Regions from separate parts of the Sus scrofa genome. Here region 2 is linked to region 1. A link is a contact called in public Hi-C data. All regions are on one chromosome and are shown on one strand. The core of a region is the stretch at or near the end of the contact, and the rest is flanking DNA. Distances in the headings are between cores, read along the strand shown.

Region 1 (4,936 bases), core at 1,555-4,054:
ACAAGCTATTCAGCTTTCTATTTGCACAAGTTTCATTTCAGATTTCTCGGAGGCTGAGGCAAACATCACAGAGCTCAAGTTTACAGCCCCGTGGCTCCATTTTCAACCCCAGAGGGGGGAGATTGACATCTTTGTAGAACTGAGCTGCTGAATTCCTTCTCAATGTTTTAAATGATTGAGCCTGGATATAACTTGCATACGCTCTAATGGAAAAAACTGGAAAGGACCCGGCGGTCTAGTGGAAAATGAATTTTTTTTCTACTTCTAAAGTCGGAGAAGCAGCTCTCTGAAATCTACCAGAGCCCCTAGCTCTTTGGCACCCTCCACTGTGGTTGTGCTTCCCAGCAGAGAAGCTTCTAAGCATGGAAAGCATGGGTGACAAGCATTTATTAACTGTTTGAGTGCCATGGCCAGGGTCCTAACCTCCACCTGCATTCATTTCCAACATCTCTCACTGGTCTACACAGAAAGCCGTAAGAGGTATAAGAAGACATGAGACATGATGATATACGTCAATGTTCTCTAGGGAAGGAAACTGGACTTCCGGTTTTCTGGCACTGCGCATTGAATGCCTCTTGTGTATAGCGCATTCACAAGTGCAGGTGTCCACTTGGCAAAATAAGTCCCACCCTGCTCTCCAACAGGGAGCATATAATCTAAAAAAGAAAGGTGGAACAAGAGGAAATGACATGAGAAAGAAGTGGTAGAGAAGCAGAAACAGGGAGACATCACGTCAACCACAACCGCATAAAGCAGGCATTCAATAGCTACTTGATGAGTTGAATTATTTGCTGAAAGCTTAATTTGATTTTAAGGAACATTTACTCCAATTTAGTTGGTTTAAATGAGTCCTAATATAACTGACAATAAGCTATTGCACCAACTAGCAAAAACAAACTCCTAGCGGCATGCTCTGATGGATGAGATGAAAAAAAACCAACATTCCTAATTAACATTTGGAATTCTTGAGTGAAAGAGTTGAGAAACTGTACTAAAAACCGTTACAAGAATTTAAATACCTACAAGCAAATTACCTACTTTTTTTTGACCCCCCCTTTTTTAAATCAGGAGATAATCACTTTTTTTTTTTTTTTTTTGGTCTTTTTGTCTTTTAAGGGTCGCACCTGAGGCATACGAAGGTTCCCAGGCTAGGGGTCAAATTGGAGCTGTAGCCACCGGCCTAATGTACAGCCACAGCAACTCGGGATCCAAGCCGAGTCTGCAGCCTACACCATAGCTCACAGCAATGTCTGACCCTTAACCCACTGAGCAAGGCCAGGGATGGAACCCGTGTCCTCATGGATACTAGTCGGATTCATAAACTGATGAACCAGGACAGGAACTCCCACTTTGTTTTTAATATTACTTTTTCTTGCATTTCTTACTCTCTACCCAGTATCTAATACTTGCTTTTCCAACACAAATATTACACAGCTCATACTAATTTTAGACTAGGAAAGGCATGGGTAATATTCACCAATTTGGCAAGAAAACTGAAAACAGCAGTGGAGACAAAATGGAGTGCAGTATAACAGAGTCATCGTGTGTTTGTTTTATTCGGAGCCTAGCAATGAGTATATGCTTTAGCTTTTCTGGTATTGTTTTGTCCTAATTGTCAATTAGCTCACTACTTCCACTTTGGAAATAAGGCTTGTTAATAATGTGGTGATATATTGTATCCTACAATGCTTTTTCTATTTTTTTAGGGCTGCACCCAAAACATATGGAGGTTCCCAGGTTGGAGGCCAAATCAATCAGAACAGCAGCTGCTGGCCTATGCCACAGCCTCGGCAATGCAGGATCTGAGCCACATTTGAGACCTACATTGCAGTTCACCACAACACTGGATCATTAACTCACTCAGCAGGGACGGGGATCCAACCCACATCCTCATAGATATTAGTCAGGTTCATTACCGCTGAGCTGCAATGGGAACTCCTGCATTTTCCTATTTTGAAGAAGTGACTTGTGTCTCTTTGGAATTTGAAGTACTGATTTGAAATAAAGATTTAACCCTTATTTACTTTTCTCCTCAGGTGTATTTTTATTCATCAGTTTGCCATTATACTTGCATAGTTAAAAGATACAGCTTTACTGACATCTTAATGCTTTTGAAAATTGTCCTAATTTCCTAGGATCCATAATTTCAAACTTGATTTAAGACCTCTCTGGAAGGGGAAGGGAGAAAAATGAATATTGATCAAACACCTTCTCTGTACCTTCTTTTTTGTGTGCTGGGTGTTTTATATGTCAACTCATTTCAGTGTAAGTAATATTATCCTTATTTTACCTCTGAGGAAACTGAGACTTAGTAACTAGCCCATGGTCACACTGCTAGAAATAGCAGGGCCAGAACCGCATCCAGATCTGCTGAATTCCAAGGCGTGGGCTCTTGTCCACATTGTAAGGAGACAGAATTACACAACAACTGGAGGGAGCCTCAGAGATCACTTAATCCAACAGGGTAAACCCTCCCTCCCTCTCCATCTGCTCACAACTCCACCAAACACACATTTCACAGACAAGGAGACTGAAAATCAGATAATTAATGCTTTGCCAAGACACAAGTTATGCAAGTGGTGAATGTACTCATACAAGTGATACTCGACAGCTTTACAGATGCAAAATTATTGATTTTTGGTCCTTCCAAACCCTGTCTTTTAAGTCAGTTTTATTGAGATATAATTCATATTCAGAGACTTATTTAAGTTATAAAAATCAATGATGGGCAGATGTATACACTCTTAAGAACCCCCAATAATCGAAATACAGAACATTTCCACTTGCCCCAGAAGGTTCCTCGTGCTTTGTACACTGGTCTTCCCTATACCCACAGCCCAAGGCAAAAACTGATCAGCTCTGGTCACTATTATTAGTTTCCATTTCCTAGAATGTGATGTAATTCATACCGTGTCTGAATTCTTTTCCTTGGCATGTGATTCTGAGAGTCATCCATGTTGTTCTGTGTATTTCATGTAGTTTGTTCCTTTGGATTGTTGAATAGCATTCCCTTGTATGGATCTGTTTCTCCATGACATGTTGAGGGACATTTGGGTCATTTCCAGGTCTTACAGCTATTGTGAATGAAGGTGCTGTGAACATAGGTGTGCCAGCCTTTATGTTCTCATCTTCTCACCTGTTTTTTGGTTTTCCTTTCCTTTCCTTTCCTTCCTTCTGGCCTATGGCATATGGACGTTCCCAGGCTAGGGGTCGAGTTGGAGCTGCAGCCTCTGGCCTATGCCACAGCAACCGCAACACCAGATCCGAGCCACATCTGCAACCTACACCTCAGCTCACGGCAATGCCAGATCCTTAACCTACTGAGTGAGGCCAGGGATCAAACAGGCATCCTCATGGATACTAGTCAGATTGGTTTCCACTGAGACATGACAGGAACTCCTCTTTTCTTTTCTTTTCTTTTTCCTTTCTTTTTATAACCACACCTGTAGCATATGGAAGTGTCCGGGTTAGGGGTCAAATCAGAGCTGCAGCTACAGCCTACATCAGAGCCATGGCACCATTGGATCCTTAACGCACTGAATGAGGCCAGGGATCAAACCCACATCCTCACAGACAGTATGTCGGGTTCTTAGCCCTCTGAGCCACAACGGGAACTCCTTATCTGTTTTTATTTTTCTTGAGTCACCGCAGTGGGATGACTCTACCACACACTATGTGTATGTTTAACTATTTAAGAAACTGACCGTCTTCCAAAATGGTTATACTATTTCACATTTCCACCAGCAATGTTCTGTCCCAGTGTCTTCTCATCTTTGCAAATATTTAGCCAAAATTTCCAGTCATTTCCATTTTGACCATTCTGGTACATGTATATAAGTATTCATTTGAATTTCCCTAATGACCAATGATGTTAAACATCCTTTCATGTATTATTAGACATTACAATATCTTCTTTTATAAAGGGTCTATTCAATTCATTTATTTATTTTTATAGAGTTGTTGGCTTATTGTAGAGTTTGTATTCTCTGAATATTCTGTACACAAATTCCTCATAAACTATATGTGGTGGTGGTTTTAAAAGCTAGTCTGCAAAATCTGGGCTAGCCTTCCAGTCATGTGGTGGAACTTAGTTTAACTTCGCTTGAGTGTGGGCTGGATGTAGGGGCTCTATTTGAGTCAACAGAACATGACCAAGGGGTGAACTATTACTTTGGAAAGCAGGTCATAGGAAGACAACAGCCACTGCTTCCTGCTCTCTCTTGAGCTACTCACTCTAGGAAAAGCCAGCTGCCATGTCTTGAGGACAGATTAGGCAGGCTATGGAGGGGCTCCCACGACTAGGAGCCTAGATGTGTTGGTGGAACTTCTGCAAATAGCCACATAAGTGGGCTTGGAAGTGACTTTCTCCAGCCAAGCCTTGAGATGACTGTAACCCCAGCCAACAGCTTAACTGCACCTCCCCACCAGATTCTTGGCCACAGGAAACTGATGATAAATGTTTGTCTTTATTTTAAGCTGCTAATTTTGGGGGTAATTTATTATGCAGCAATAGATAACTAACATACATGCATTGCAAAATTTTTCTCCCATTCTATGGCTTGCCTTTACACTTTTCTAAGGGTGTCTTTTAAAAAGCAAAAGCTTTTAATTTGGATAGGTCTGGTATACTATTTTTTTCTTTAATATTTTGTCACAATTAGTGTGTCTATCAAAGAACTCCACCTACCTCAAGGACATAAAGATTGTTGCCTGTATTTTCTTCTAGAATTTAGGTTTATAATCCATTTTGTATAAGGTATAAGGTAAGAATGTAGGTTCATTTTTTTTTCTTACAAATCTACAATTTATCTATCACCATTTTTGAAAATAATTTTTCCCCCAATGAATTACTGTTTTGTTAAAAAATCAACTGATCATAAATAGATGGGTCTGTTTCTGAACTCTCCTCTTTTTCATTGATCTATCTGTCTACCTT
Region 2 (4,936 bases), core at 858-3,357, 180 kb before region 1:
CATAGCAAATGAAGCTACCCCAGACAGATAAAAACAAATGAGATGGATGGAGGGACATAGGCAAGATACAGAAAACAAATGAACCCAGTATCTGTAAAATATCAATAAAATACTTTCCTTTGCCACAACTTTTTTTTTGTTATTTTTTAATATTTGAAAACACTCTGACTTTAGTACACTACTCAATAGCAAACTTTAAATACATTTAGAAATTCACTACACAGTAGATAAAAGCTCTGGATAAATTAAATAAAGCACTCCTTCATTCTAGAGAAAATTGTAGAGATGCCTTTCTTATTTTCAATTATTTTTCCAATATTCTGCAAATACATTCTCATAAAATAATGAGAGATATTAAGGAATGTACATTTAGGATAAAGAAAAAAGTGTTAACACACTTATAATGTATAATTATTTAAGGTGATATTACTTCAGCAGGCTAGATACAACTGGAGTCAATTTATTAGTGATATTCTTTGAAGCTCAACCAGAACTTTGATGTCTATTCCCTGGGAAAATGATTTTCCAAGTTTGCTAAAGCCCAGGGGAAGAAGGCTGAGCCGCCCTCCAAGACTCAAGAGGTGAGGAATTACGGGTGACACTTATGGGTATTGTTTTAAACCCGAATTAAGAACCAAATAAAGGATACAGTTGCGTTGCTTTTTATCTAACAATCTATCTTGTCACTTAACAGTCCTGAAGACATGGATGAGCTATTACTGGTACACTTACTGTGAATTAAAGATATTCTGCAAAAGGAGATGTTTGTTTGTTGGCTATTTGTTAAAAAGAGAGAGGTGACTAACAGATTCCAAGAGAAAAGGGATTTGTTTTTTAAAAGCAAATATGTGGCACACATGGACAGCTGAAAATCAAATTCTGGGACCGGGATTTGGAGACGTTCAAGCAGAAAGTATGCATAGCTCTGCTTTTGTTTACATATTCCTGGTCCGTCTGTTCCCCCTTTCCCTACCACTCCTCTTCCTAATTTTTATCATTTCTTTCAAAGCTTCTGCTTAATTCCATCTTGTCTGTGAGCAAATGACCTTGCTTTTTACCTTTCAGTGACTCTAATGCTTTCAGAGTCAAACTTTCCCAGAGTCCCAACTTTTGTGCTGATTTACATAGGGATCTGGTTATTTGCTGAATGTCTGTGTATCTGTCTCACTGGCTAGAAAACTCCATGAGATCAAGGATGGACCCTGTTCACCAGTGTCCCCAGCACCTGGCACATGATCTAGTGGGGGCTCACTAGGACACGTGTTGCCTAAATGAAGGAGCAAACTTCCTTCCCCTCATTTATAACTTTTCATCTTAAAAAACAAAAATCGTGTTTTTAATATACAGTCATGGTAAAAAAAAAAAAAAAAGAGTAGGGAATCATATTAAAGGAAAAGTTAAACCACCCTCCCCACGGGCTCCCTCCCTCACCTCCACTCCAGCCTCAGAAGCTAACCTTTCCCCTCTGCCCCAGATTCCATCCTCTTGCTGTGGTCTCTTCTAGGAAGCGCTTCACCTCCACGTGGACAAGTCCGGGAGGGGGAGTTGGCAGGGCAGTTACTCACAGTGGCCAAATTGCAACAGCTGAGGGTGAGGGCAAGCGTGTGGCCAAGGAGAGCAGTGGCCAGATGCCAGAGAAGTTAAATCAGTCATCAGATCTTAAGGGTGAATGCAAGCAAAAAAAAAAAAAAAAAAAAAAAAAAGAGGTGAAGCAAAAGGTCAGTGGGATGTAACAGGAGGTCAAGAATGCAAATGCAAGGCAAGAGCAAGTGAGAGGTCCAGGGCCACATAGATGAATGGAAGAGGAATACAAGCAGGCATTTTTAATTGATTTGGGGGGAGTTTGCTAAGCAGTGAACCAGTAGGCTAATGAGGACTGGGCTAGTACCCTGAAACCTCTTCCAACTTCAACTGCATTAATTATCCCCTCTTCTGTACAGTGGGCATCCCCCTTTCCTCTCATGGTCTCAGGTTACAAATATGCTAAGACTCTTACACTTAAAAGCAAAATAAAACAAACAGAAAACCTTTCTCTTAACCCTGCATCCCCCTCAAACTATCCTGCTCAATCTTTCTTCTGCTCATTCTAGATAAATTTCTTGAAAGATTACTATAAGCTCACTGTCTATACTCATTATCACGTCCTCATTGCCCTACTCAAGGGGACCTGCATTCTTCCCCATCGCTTTGCTGAAAATCATCTTTGGTAAGTCATCAATGGCCTTCTTATTGTTATCATTAAATATAGACGTCACACTGTCAATTCTATGTGAATTGACTCTTTGATGTCTGATGCCATTGATTGCTGTCTCCTCATTGGCCTCTTTGATATACCCCTCTGCTGGTTCTGCTCCTCTATCTCTGGTTCATCCTTTTAGTTTCCTTTGTGAGACCCTATTTCTCCACTCATTTCTATCTCTAGCTGCCTGGGGAGATCAGGTAACATTGTATGGTAGGCATATGGCTGTACATGTCTTTCCATCCTTAGGCAGCTAATAGAGTCAGGCTGCAAGGGAACATGCCCTGAAACAAAATGTGCTCTGGGTTATTGTCCAGCACTGCTCCCCACTTACTTTCAATCTTCTCTCCCTCCTCAGCTCACTCTTCCTTTTTTTAATAGGAAAGCATTTTTTTCTGTCGTGATTGTATTTTTATGGTTATGATTCATGGTGCACTTGCAATTTGCTAGGAATTCCACTGGGTGCTTATTTTATTTATTTATTCATTCAGTTATTTCCTTATTCAGCAAATATTTACTGATTTATTATGATGCAGGCTCTCTGGCTATATAATTTCTAGTCATTACAACTAAATTAAACTAAACTTAAAATAAATGTTGTTATTTTACAGATAATGAAACTGAGGCTAGGGGTTGTCCATCTTGGCTAAAGCTCTAAGAGGCAGACCAGGCATTTGAACTCACAAATGTCACTTTGTAAATTCTTTCCATGTCACTAAAATACCTCAAAAATATTCTATCTTTCATTGAGCATCTTGTGCCAGGAGTTTTTTCCCTCCTTTATCTTACTGTACTGGTAGGATCATTTGCCTATGGACTGATGTTATTTCTGAAACACAGAAGGGAACAATTCACAGCAGTGAAAACCCAGAATTCCACAAGCTTGTTATCAACACCATCACACTTGTTTCCACATGATCCAGATAAGGCTACCTATAACTCATGTAGCTAGAGATTTGCTTATTTATTCATGTTTGTATAGAGCTTACTGTGTATTAGTAGGGTACAGGGAGGTGGGAAAACAGAGCTCAGTCAATTAAATGAATGAGAATATATTATTATATCTGAAGAAATTCCAAGGAAGGAAAAGGTACGGTTATATATAAGCTAATAACAAAGATACTTGACCCAGATTGGTGGGGGCTCGGTCCAAGAAGCTTCCCTAAAGAAGTGACATGTGACTTGAGATCTGAGTGATGAGTAGAAGTTAAGCTCATAAATAGGTAAGGAAGAACACTTCAAGATGAAGAACATGCAAAGGCTCTGGGGAGAGGAGGAGGCGTAATGCTTTAAAAACCTAGAAGGCTGGGACATAGAGGGAGAGTAACGGGAAGAGGTATAGAGGGGAAGCCTGGGCCAGAGTATGTTGGTCATGCATCATTCTTTTTATCTTAAGAATCATAATCCTGGGAGTTCCCATTGTGACTTAGAGGGTTAAAAACATGACTAGTATCCATGAGGAGGCTGGTTTGGTCTCTGGTCTTCCTCAGCGGGTTAAGGATCCAGCATTGCTACAAGCTGCATCATGGGTCACAGATGCACCTTGGCTCTGGCATTGCTGTGTCTGTGACTGTGGCTGTGGGGTAGGCCTGCAGCTGCTGCTCTGATTTGACCCCCAGCATGGAATTTCCATATGCCACGGTGCAGCCTTAAAAAAAAGAAAAAGAATCATATTCCAACATGACGGGGTCTTATCATCAATTTCTGTTCTGAGAAGTTCACTCTGGCTGCAGTGTAGAGAAACTTGGTAGAGGGCTCTAGGGAGGATGTATGGAGAATAGTTAGGAAGCTGCTGCTATCATGCGAGCATGAGATGATGGTGGCTTGGACTAGAGATATGTGTCAATTGATGTATATTTGAAGAGGTAGAATCAGGAATTGCTGACAGATTAAATAAGAAGTGATGGAGAATAAAGCATCAAGGTTAAATCCTAGGCATCTGAGATGCTGAACTGCATGAATGATGGTGCCATTTGCTAGACAAGGAAAGGTAGATGTCCAGGTTTGGAGGAAATCATGGATTTGGTAAGTTATGTTAAAATTGAAGGGTTTGACACAATAAGAAGATCGCTGGATGCACAGGTCTGGAACTCCAAGGAGAGACCCGGTTGAAGAGGTAAACTTAGGAGTCATCCATGGAGTAGTAATCAAGCCATGGCCATGAATGAGATCAAGTTGGAAAGAACGATAGTGTACTAAGAGGGGGATTTAAGATTGAGCCATCCAGAATGCCTTCATGTAAAAGACTCACAAAGAAATTTACCAGTCATTTACAAGGAAAACATTTTCTGAAGGAATGTATGAATTTCTTAACATAAATTTCTCTTGGCCATATTTTAAAATAATAACATCAATAAGAAGTTTGGAAAACACCCTGCAACTCTGTGACCCCAGATGAATATGTAGTTTTTTACTTATTAAAAAAAATTCTAAAGCATGCAAGATATTGGCATTTGTTTAAGTCTAATGGTACATACATGGGTGTTTGTAACAGGTCTCTGTAATTTTTGCATGAATGAAATATTTTGTATTTAAACAATGGAAAGTAACAGCAAAAATTCCAGGAAATAAGGCCTAAGACAATAAATACTCTGGCCAGAAAATTAACTACTAGAAGCAGTTAAGGGAAAAATAAAGATCAGAGATATTGCCAAGGAGCCTGTTGGCCCCAAAAAGAAAAGTTTTAGACTCAACCTA

The links. Hi-C and Micro-C count contacts between places; a contact is called where the count stands out from the background.
Region 2: a Hi-C map of skeletal muscle shows a contact between it and region 1, with 2.4 times the contacts expected there. The contact joins two enhancer-like sites. A contact is called at or near these places in 1 of 47 Hi-C or Micro-C datasets (skeletal muscle) and 1 of 2 datasets of contacts at active chromatin or transcription factors (skeletal muscle).

The regions. Positions count from the first base shown.
Region 1 is chr5:77,326,124-77,331,059 of Sscrofa11.1, reverse strand. All of the region lies in intron 5 of LOC106510390 (a long non-coding RNA gene), which reads right to left. Among named protein-coding and RNA genes, the nearest start is that of SLC38A4, 160 kb to the left of the region's middle. Within about 2 kb of position 2,804, at least 3 of the 83 cell types and tissues checked have an H3K27ac peak or open chromatin away from gene starts, as enhancers often do. A contact at or near this core is called in skeletal muscle, where this site is marked.
Region 2 is chr5:77,503,417-77,508,352 of Sscrofa11.1, reverse strand. LOC110260771 (a long non-coding RNA gene) reads left to right here. Exons shown (of 3, transcript XR_002344178.1): 3 at 1-128. Among named protein-coding and RNA genes, the nearest start is that of SLC38A4, 16 kb to the right of the region's middle. Within about 2 kb of position 2,107, at least 4 of the 83 cell types and tissues checked have an H3K27ac peak or open chromatin away from gene starts, as enhancers often do. A contact at or near this core is called in skeletal muscle, where this site is marked.